2 separate regions of the Callithrix jacchus genome follow, and region 1 is linked to region 2. A link is a contact called in public Hi-C data. All regions are on one chromosome and are shown on one strand. The core of a region is the stretch at or near the end of the contact, and the rest is flanking DNA. Distances in the headings are between cores, read along the strand shown. Region 1 holds the start of RAPGEF1 (Rap guanine nucleotide exchange factor 1). Region 2 overlaps RAPGEF1 (Rap guanine nucleotide exchange factor 1).

Region 1 (3,598 bases), core at 480-2,979, 100 kb after region 2:
TTTCCAAGTTTTAACAATGAACGTCGAATATTCTTATAATCAAAGAGCCCAGTGCAACTGGATAAAATAAATTATCCAAGTTTCCCAACAGTACATTCTGATAAGACACTACAAGAAGTTCCTGAGAAATGCTGCACGGATGAACCCAAGATATTTCTGGAGCAGCAGGTGTACAGGATGGCAACTCATGGTCAGTGGGCAAAGCGGCAGGCGCTCCAGATCAGTGAGAAAAATACCCAAGAAATGGCACCTGCACCCAACCGTCCTGCCCCTGAGAAAAGCACCCCGGCTTCTGGTCAGAGGGCCCAGGAATCAATACCCCACCTGCTACCCTCTTGCTGGCTGGACAGTTGGAATTCACTGAACCTCTGTGAGCCTGTAAAACTGGGACCATATTCTTTCCCACAGACAAGCTTCAAAAATTTAAGAAGCAATGCATTTTAGGTAATAAGAGTCAGATATACAGTAAACCCTCAACAACGCCTACAAATATGTCCTTCTGTGCTTCAACCACAGCCTGCAAATGTCACATTGCCTCGTGGGTACGCTGCAAGGGTGCAGCCCACAGAAATATCCCATACTCAACCCGGGAAACATAAGCAACTTCCACAATCAAAGCCACAGACCTCCCTGGCAGCACTCTAAAAATCTACTTTCCCTAATTCAGCCGTAAAGCTAACCTGGTACCTGGGTTATGACCACAGGCCATGCCCCCAGTAAAGGACCCCCGGAACACCCACCCACCTCACCTTACACCCAAGGATTCGCATCTGGACTCCAAAGGTGCCGCAGGCTAATGAAGCCCGGGGTCTCATATGCAGGACAGTCATTGAATCTTTGGAGACTCTATTCCCAGGACAGGCAAACCCAGCGACTCGGAAGGCAACTCCCCGAGATTTCTAGGAACACACAAAGAGATAAGGTCTGCATCAAGATTTATCATCTACTCACACCCACCGGCCCCCCCACCTGCCCTCCTTGCCCGTCTGAGCTTGATCAGAGTCGGGGGGAAACTTGACTGCGTCCTCGAAACGCCCCCACATATCCAGCCTGCTTCCTTTGAAGCAACCGAAGTGGACGCTTCTGGTTAAATTTAAACTCCAGGCTCATTAGAAATGACACATTTTACAGCTCAGGGCGGCTCACCTTCCGAGTGCGGAGCCCAGGCCGGGCACGGATCTCCGCAGCCGCCGCAGCACGCGGCCCGGGCGGTTCTTCCCCTGCCCGGGGCTCGAGCCATTTTCGGAAGTTCCCGGGGACCGCGAAGCGGCTCGTGCGCCCGACCCCGGGTCACAGGGCCCCGCCCGGCCCGGCCCCCGGTGCCCACGCAGCGGCCGCTTCCCCCGCGCTCGGCCGGGAATGGGCCTGGAGGAGAAGCTGCCAGGCGCCCCGGCGAGGCCTCGGTGGCCTCACCCCGCCCCGGCGCACGCAGGGCCGCGCATCCCGGGGGACTCGCGCTCGGCCGGTGATCGGCGGAGCCCGCGGGCCCGGCGGGGCCGGAGGGAGCCGCCCCGCGCCCGCTCCTCACCTGCTTTCTCGATCTTGCCGGACATTTCCGGGCTGCGCCGGAGGCCGAGGCCGCCGCTCATCGGGCCCGGGCCGGGCCCGCCGCGGGGCGACAGGGGCGGCGCGCCCGCCGCTCGCCTCGGCCCTGGCTCGCCACGCCTCAGACCCGCGCCGGCATGGCGGGCTCCGCGCGGCCGCGGCCCTGCGCTCGGCGACCGCGCTCCAGCCCGCCCGGGCCCAGCCGCTCCCGCCGCGCCCGCCGCCGCCGCTCCGCCTCCCGCGCGCCAGCCGCCGTTCTCCTGGCTCGCGAGCCGGCTGCAGCACCGCGCCGCCGCCCGCCCGCCGGGCCTCGGCCGCGGCCACGGCCCACAGCGCCACCTGCCGGGCTCCCGCCGCGCCGCCACAGCGCCCCCTGTCTGCCCGGAGCCGCCCGAGCCTCGCGCGCGAGGCGCGAGACGCAGCGCCCCCTGCCGATCTGGAGTCCCGACGCCCGGGCCTGGGGCTGACTCCACCCGGGATTCCGGATTCCTCTGCTGTGGGACCAGAGTCACCAGGTCCAGGCCTGGGACTTGACAGCTCCAACCCAGGATCCTCCGTTGCCCAGAGCCTGGCCTGTCCCCTCACCCGAGACACAGAGACCCTGCGGGGCCAGATTTTCCACCCCAAGACGTGGAATGGATGTCTACCCCATCCTCCCATCATCCCGGGCCCAGCATCCCCTGTGGGCCAGAGGCTCCACGCCAAGGAACTCACCCTCACCAGCACTCAACAAGCTCTACTGACTGGGAGCCTGTCCTGACCCTCCCCCCAAACCAGCAGCACCCCTGCTTTTTTTTCCCTGATGGGATTGGGCCCTGGTCACTGGCATGGGGTTGGGGTGGGGAAGTGGGGAATGGATCCTCCGCCTTGGCATGGACCCTGGGCCCGCAGAGGGCTTTGATGCCAGAGTGGAGTCATTACCCAGCCTGGAGTCTGGGCTGGCAGGAGGTGCTATGAGGCCACTCCCAGGCCCTGGTGTTAAGAAGGGGTGCGGGCTGGGCACGGTGGCTCATGCTTGTAATCCTAGCACTTTGGGAGGTTGAGGCCCATGAGGTGAAGAGATCAAGTCCATCCTGGCCAACATGGTGAAACCCTGTCTCTACTAAAAATACAAAAATTAGCTGGGCATGGTGGCACGTGCCCATAGTCCCAGTTGCTCGGGAGGCCAAATTCATTTCCCTCTTCCAGCTGATGAATGGATGCTCTGAGCAAGGGTGGACCTGTTGCCCTCTTGGCAGCTGCATCACTAGGCAAAACTGGCCCCTGGCCCGAGGCCCAACTCCGAAACACTTTCAGTGCTGCCTCCAATCCTTCTAGGCTTCTGAGCTGAGAAAAGTCAGTATTTTAAGTCCAAAATCCTGGGTGAAAAGTAGAAAATTAGACTGCATGAATACTAAGTGCAGTCAGGGGTTTGTGAGACCAAAGTCAAATATATTTAATAAATTATGACATATCCAATGACAAGAGATTTGCAAACAATAAAGTACTTTGCAAATGGACATTATGGTAAATCGGAGTCACAGATCTTATTTAATAAAGGCTATTCATGAAAGATGTTTATAGCTATAGTAGAATACACACAAAGTAATGAAGCAAATGGATTCCAAAAGCCCAGTTCTTGACAACTTGGAGCCTTCTCATAAGCTGCTCCCACTGTCTTAAGAATGTTCTCTCCCCTCCTCTCCACCTGACTGGTCCCAGTCATCTTTCGCTTCTCAGTTTCACTGTCACTTCTATGGAGAATCCTTCCCTGACATGCCCCAGCAGGACCAGCTTCCTGTACTGGTTAGGATGCTTGATTGCACTGTCAGAAACCTAGCCCTGCTTGGTTAGAGCAAGAAAGGAATTTTTGGAAGATCATAATTAGTAAACCAGGTATACAGCGAGGTCCAAATGCAGCTAACCCCAGGCTCTGGAATAAGCCCATTGGTCTTCTGTGTTGGCTGTATCCTCAGGCCATCTCTCTCTACAAGGTGGCAAAGGGTGAAGCTGGGCACCAGCACTCCTGGGCCTGTCACCTGCCTGCTTAACAACCGCAATGGACAAAGAGGAT
Region 2 (3,527 bases), core at 997-3,496:
GTACCTGGTTGGCCTATGTTTTATGAAATAATGAGGCCACTGGTTTGATTTTGGTCTAATGCTGAAATCAAACATGCTGCCATTTCAGGCTATAAAACACACTTCCCGACAATGGTGCAACAAAAGCTTACTGTGTTTGTTTTTCTTCTCTGGTAGAGGAGGTGGTTTTTCTGGATCACCCGTTGATTCAGGAGCAGTAAAATCACCCACAAATTCTACAGGGGCTGAGGAACCTCCATGCTGAAAGGGGAGAATAGCAGCGAAGGGCGCGTAGGTGACGGGCTGGACTGGGGCTGTGCTCTGCAGGTCCTCCCCAGAGATATTGTCGTACTGCGAGGGATGCCGCTCGAAAGACACCCTGCAGCCAGAGCTGTCCGTTGTCTGGGAGGCTGCGCTCCTGCGCTTCTTCTCGGGGAGAGCAGGCGGCGTGTCTGTCTGCTGCCCTGGGGCCAGTGTTCCGTCTGGCTGGGGATGGCTGCCAAGAGGCAGCTGGAAAGGATGGCCAAGAAATGGAGACCCAGACTCCCCCAAGGACTCTGGCAACGGGCTAAGGCTCCAGGCCGTCTGTTGAGGTATCTGGTCTGCGTTAGAGAGGTCTTGCTGGAGGAATTCATAGTCGGGATCATAGTGGTCTGCAGTCACAACAGGAAAAAAAAGACCTGTTAGCCACAGGCCCTGCAGGAGCAGCCAGGTGCACCCACCTCTCCCTGTCTGGCTCATGGGTGTGTGACAAAGACCTGTCTCCAGGGTTTAATATTTACATGTTATATTCTTCATTCTTCTCCCTGATTATAAAAGCAAACCAGATGGGAATATGGCTGTTCTGCTATACTTTTCTGTATTTTTTACTTAAAAAAAAAAGAAAAATACACAACCATTACAGAAGCCGTGGCAAATTACATCAGGAAAATAAAAATCACTCACAATCCTGTATTCTTAACAGTACTTTCTATTTCCCCCCCACTTTTTTTTTGAGACAGAGTCTCGCTGTCGCCAAGGCTGGACTGCAGTGCTGCAATCTCGGCTCACTGCAACCTTGGCTTACTACAGCCTCTGCCTCCAGGGTTCAAGCAATTCTCCTGCCTCAGGCCTCCCAAATAGCTGAGATTACAGCCATGAGCCACTATGCCGGGCCTCTATTACATTTTGATGTATTTCCTTAAATGCCCTTTTTGCCTCTGGGATTCCTTTTTAAAAAAGCCAAACTGAGGGCCAGGTGTGGTGGTTCACACCTGTTATTCCAGCACTTTGCAAGGCGGAAGCAGGCTGATCACTTGAGGCCAGGAGTTTGAGACCAGCCTGGCCAATGTGGCGAAACCCTGCCTCTACTAAAAATACAAAAACTGGTTGGGTGCAGTGGCTCACGCCTACAATCCCAGCACTTTGGGAGGCTGAGGCAAGCAGATCACCTGAGGTCAGGTGTTTGAGACCAGCCTGGCCAACATGGTAAAACCCCCACCTCTACTTAAAAAAAAAAAAAAAAAAAAAAAAAAAAAATTAGCCAGATATGGTAGCGCATGCTTGTAATCCCAGCTACTTGCCGGGGGGTAAGGCAGGAGAATCAACTCAGGAGGTGGAGGTTGCAGTGAGCCTAGATTGCTTCACTGTACTTCAGCCTCGGTGATACAGTGAGACTCTGTCTCAAAAAAAAAAAAAAAAAAAAAAAGAGAAACAATTGAGAATACTATGTAAATGGTCTCGTACATATTCTAGTTAACAATATGAGTGATTTTTAATAGCTACAGATTATTCCAGCAAATGAGTGTACCACAATTCATGTGATTTCCTACCAGTGAAATCTTGCTATTAATCTCTGATTATGCTCCTAGGATACATTCTCAGAAGTGAAAATATCTAGTTCACAGGATACAAATAGCTTCCTGCTCTCTAAACCCCCTGCCCAGCAGGCATTCAGCACCGAAACCAGACGGCTGGCTCGTGAAGCTTCCTCATCTTCAGCCTCTGTCAAGTGTTGTCAGGCCCCCCACCCCTTTGTTTAAAGCTCTTGACACAAATGGCTATTAATTTTGGTAAAGAGAGTCAAATTACACACCAACAGATGAACTGTAACAACAGTTACCGCTTGAATATCCAGGCTGTGGTTTTACATTGTAATTTCATTTATAGTGTCTCCTTGGGAGGCAGGTACTGTTACCCTCGTTTTGCAGATGAGGAAGCTGAGGCTCAGATTTTAAATGAGTTGGCCAAAGTCACACAATCAATGATCGCATGACCTGGGACTCCCACCCAGGGCTGCATAGCCCCAAAGAAGCCACGGAGAAGGATGGAACAGGACACTGGCAGCTCACCTAGTGTTTCACAGCTTGTGTTCCGGGAGCACTGCCCACTGTCCCTGTCCAGAGAGGAAAGCTGCTCATCTGACTTGCTGAGCTTGCCTATGCTGCTGCAGGGTGACAGGCGGGGCGACTCTCCACCGTATGAGTGGCTGCCTCCTGACAGTCGTCTCTGTGCGTAACAGTCAACGTCGAAATCCTCAAGTGGAAAAAGAGAAGCAAAACCAAGTCACTTTTGAGAACCAGTGGCAGAGATCAGGGGTGAGGCAACCGGTGCATTTCCTTAGAGGAGGAAATACTGCCAGGCCAGCTCAGAAACCACCTCTGACGTCAGCAAGCAAAGGACACATACAGTTGAGAAGCAGCCATCTGGAGTTTGTCGGGGGTCTGGGGCTGGGGTCAGCTGCGGCCCAGCTGTCCCCAGGAGATGCCTTTGCCTCTGGCCTCCCTGCCCTGACCCTCATACCCATATGGGAACTCTGACCATGTCCGGGAGAGAGAATGATGAGTATAAGGTCTCACCCCCGATGTGACAAACACCAGCCTGAAGACCATGGGTTTCTTTCAGCTTCAGGAGCCAAATCTCTGAACATCCCCACCCCCTCCCCTGCTTTCCCATGCAGGGAACAGGGGCTGCATTACCTGCCTATTGATTCCAACAGGCAAACTGGAGCCACTGGTGGCTCGGCTCATGGGGGCCACCACAGCCACTCGGGTAGGGGACGGCGCCGACTGTCTTTTCTTGGGTGGCAACGCTGGTGGAGGACTGAAACAGACCAAAACGTCCAGGCAGACCAAACCACACTCACCAAAGAGATAGTGGGGTACAGGATGTGGGGTTCTTTCATTACTAGATTCTCCACATCCAATATTCACACTTCAACTCTTGTCTACTCCCCTCCACCAAAATAAAACCTGTAAATACCAAATGAACCAAAAAGAAAAACCCTTTCTTTTCCTTTCACAATAAATCATACCAGGTGTCTCTGGGTTGAGGCCAAAAGGAAGGCTTCAGGAGAGCTCAGTGTGGCCAGAGAGGGCCAGGCGAGGTGGAGACATCTCTGGAGTCAGCCTCCCAAGGAGGGCCAAGCCCCCAGCGCTAAGGAGCAATGGCCCGAGCCCTACCTTCCTCCCTTTCTTGCTCAATATGCCATGGAGGTGCTGGACAAACAGGAAGGTAATTACCTATTATCAACCACCCGAATGCCAGGCAGAGGGGGCTTGGGGGGCGCG

What was found. A called contact is a pair of places that touch in the nucleus more often than the background predicts.
Region 1: a contact with region 2 is called in a Hi-C map of induced pluripotent stem cells, with 3 times the contacts expected there. The contact joins the promoter of RAPGEF1 here to the enhancer-like site in region 2. A contact is called at or near these places in 2 of 3 Hi-C or Micro-C datasets (induced pluripotent stem cells and skeletal muscle).

The regions. Positions count from the first base shown.
Region 1 is chr1:180,322,350-180,325,947 of calJac240_pri, forward strand. RAPGEF1 (Rap guanine nucleotide exchange factor 1) reads right to left here and starts at 1,730. Exons shown (of 23, transcript XM_035260974.3): 1 at 1,529-1,730. The coding sequence starts at 1,589.
Region 2 is chr1:180,218,440-180,221,966 of calJac240_pri, forward strand. RAPGEF1 (Rap guanine nucleotide exchange factor 1) reads right to left here. Exons shown (of 23, transcript XM_035260974.3): 6 at 3,480-3,527; 7 at 2,937-3,060; 8 at 2,310-2,493; 9 at 132-632. Among named protein-coding and RNA genes, the nearest start is that of PRRT1B, 68 kb to the left of the region's middle. Within about 2 kb of position 2,247, at least 2 of the 16 cell types and tissues checked have an H3K27ac peak or open chromatin away from gene starts, as enhancers often do.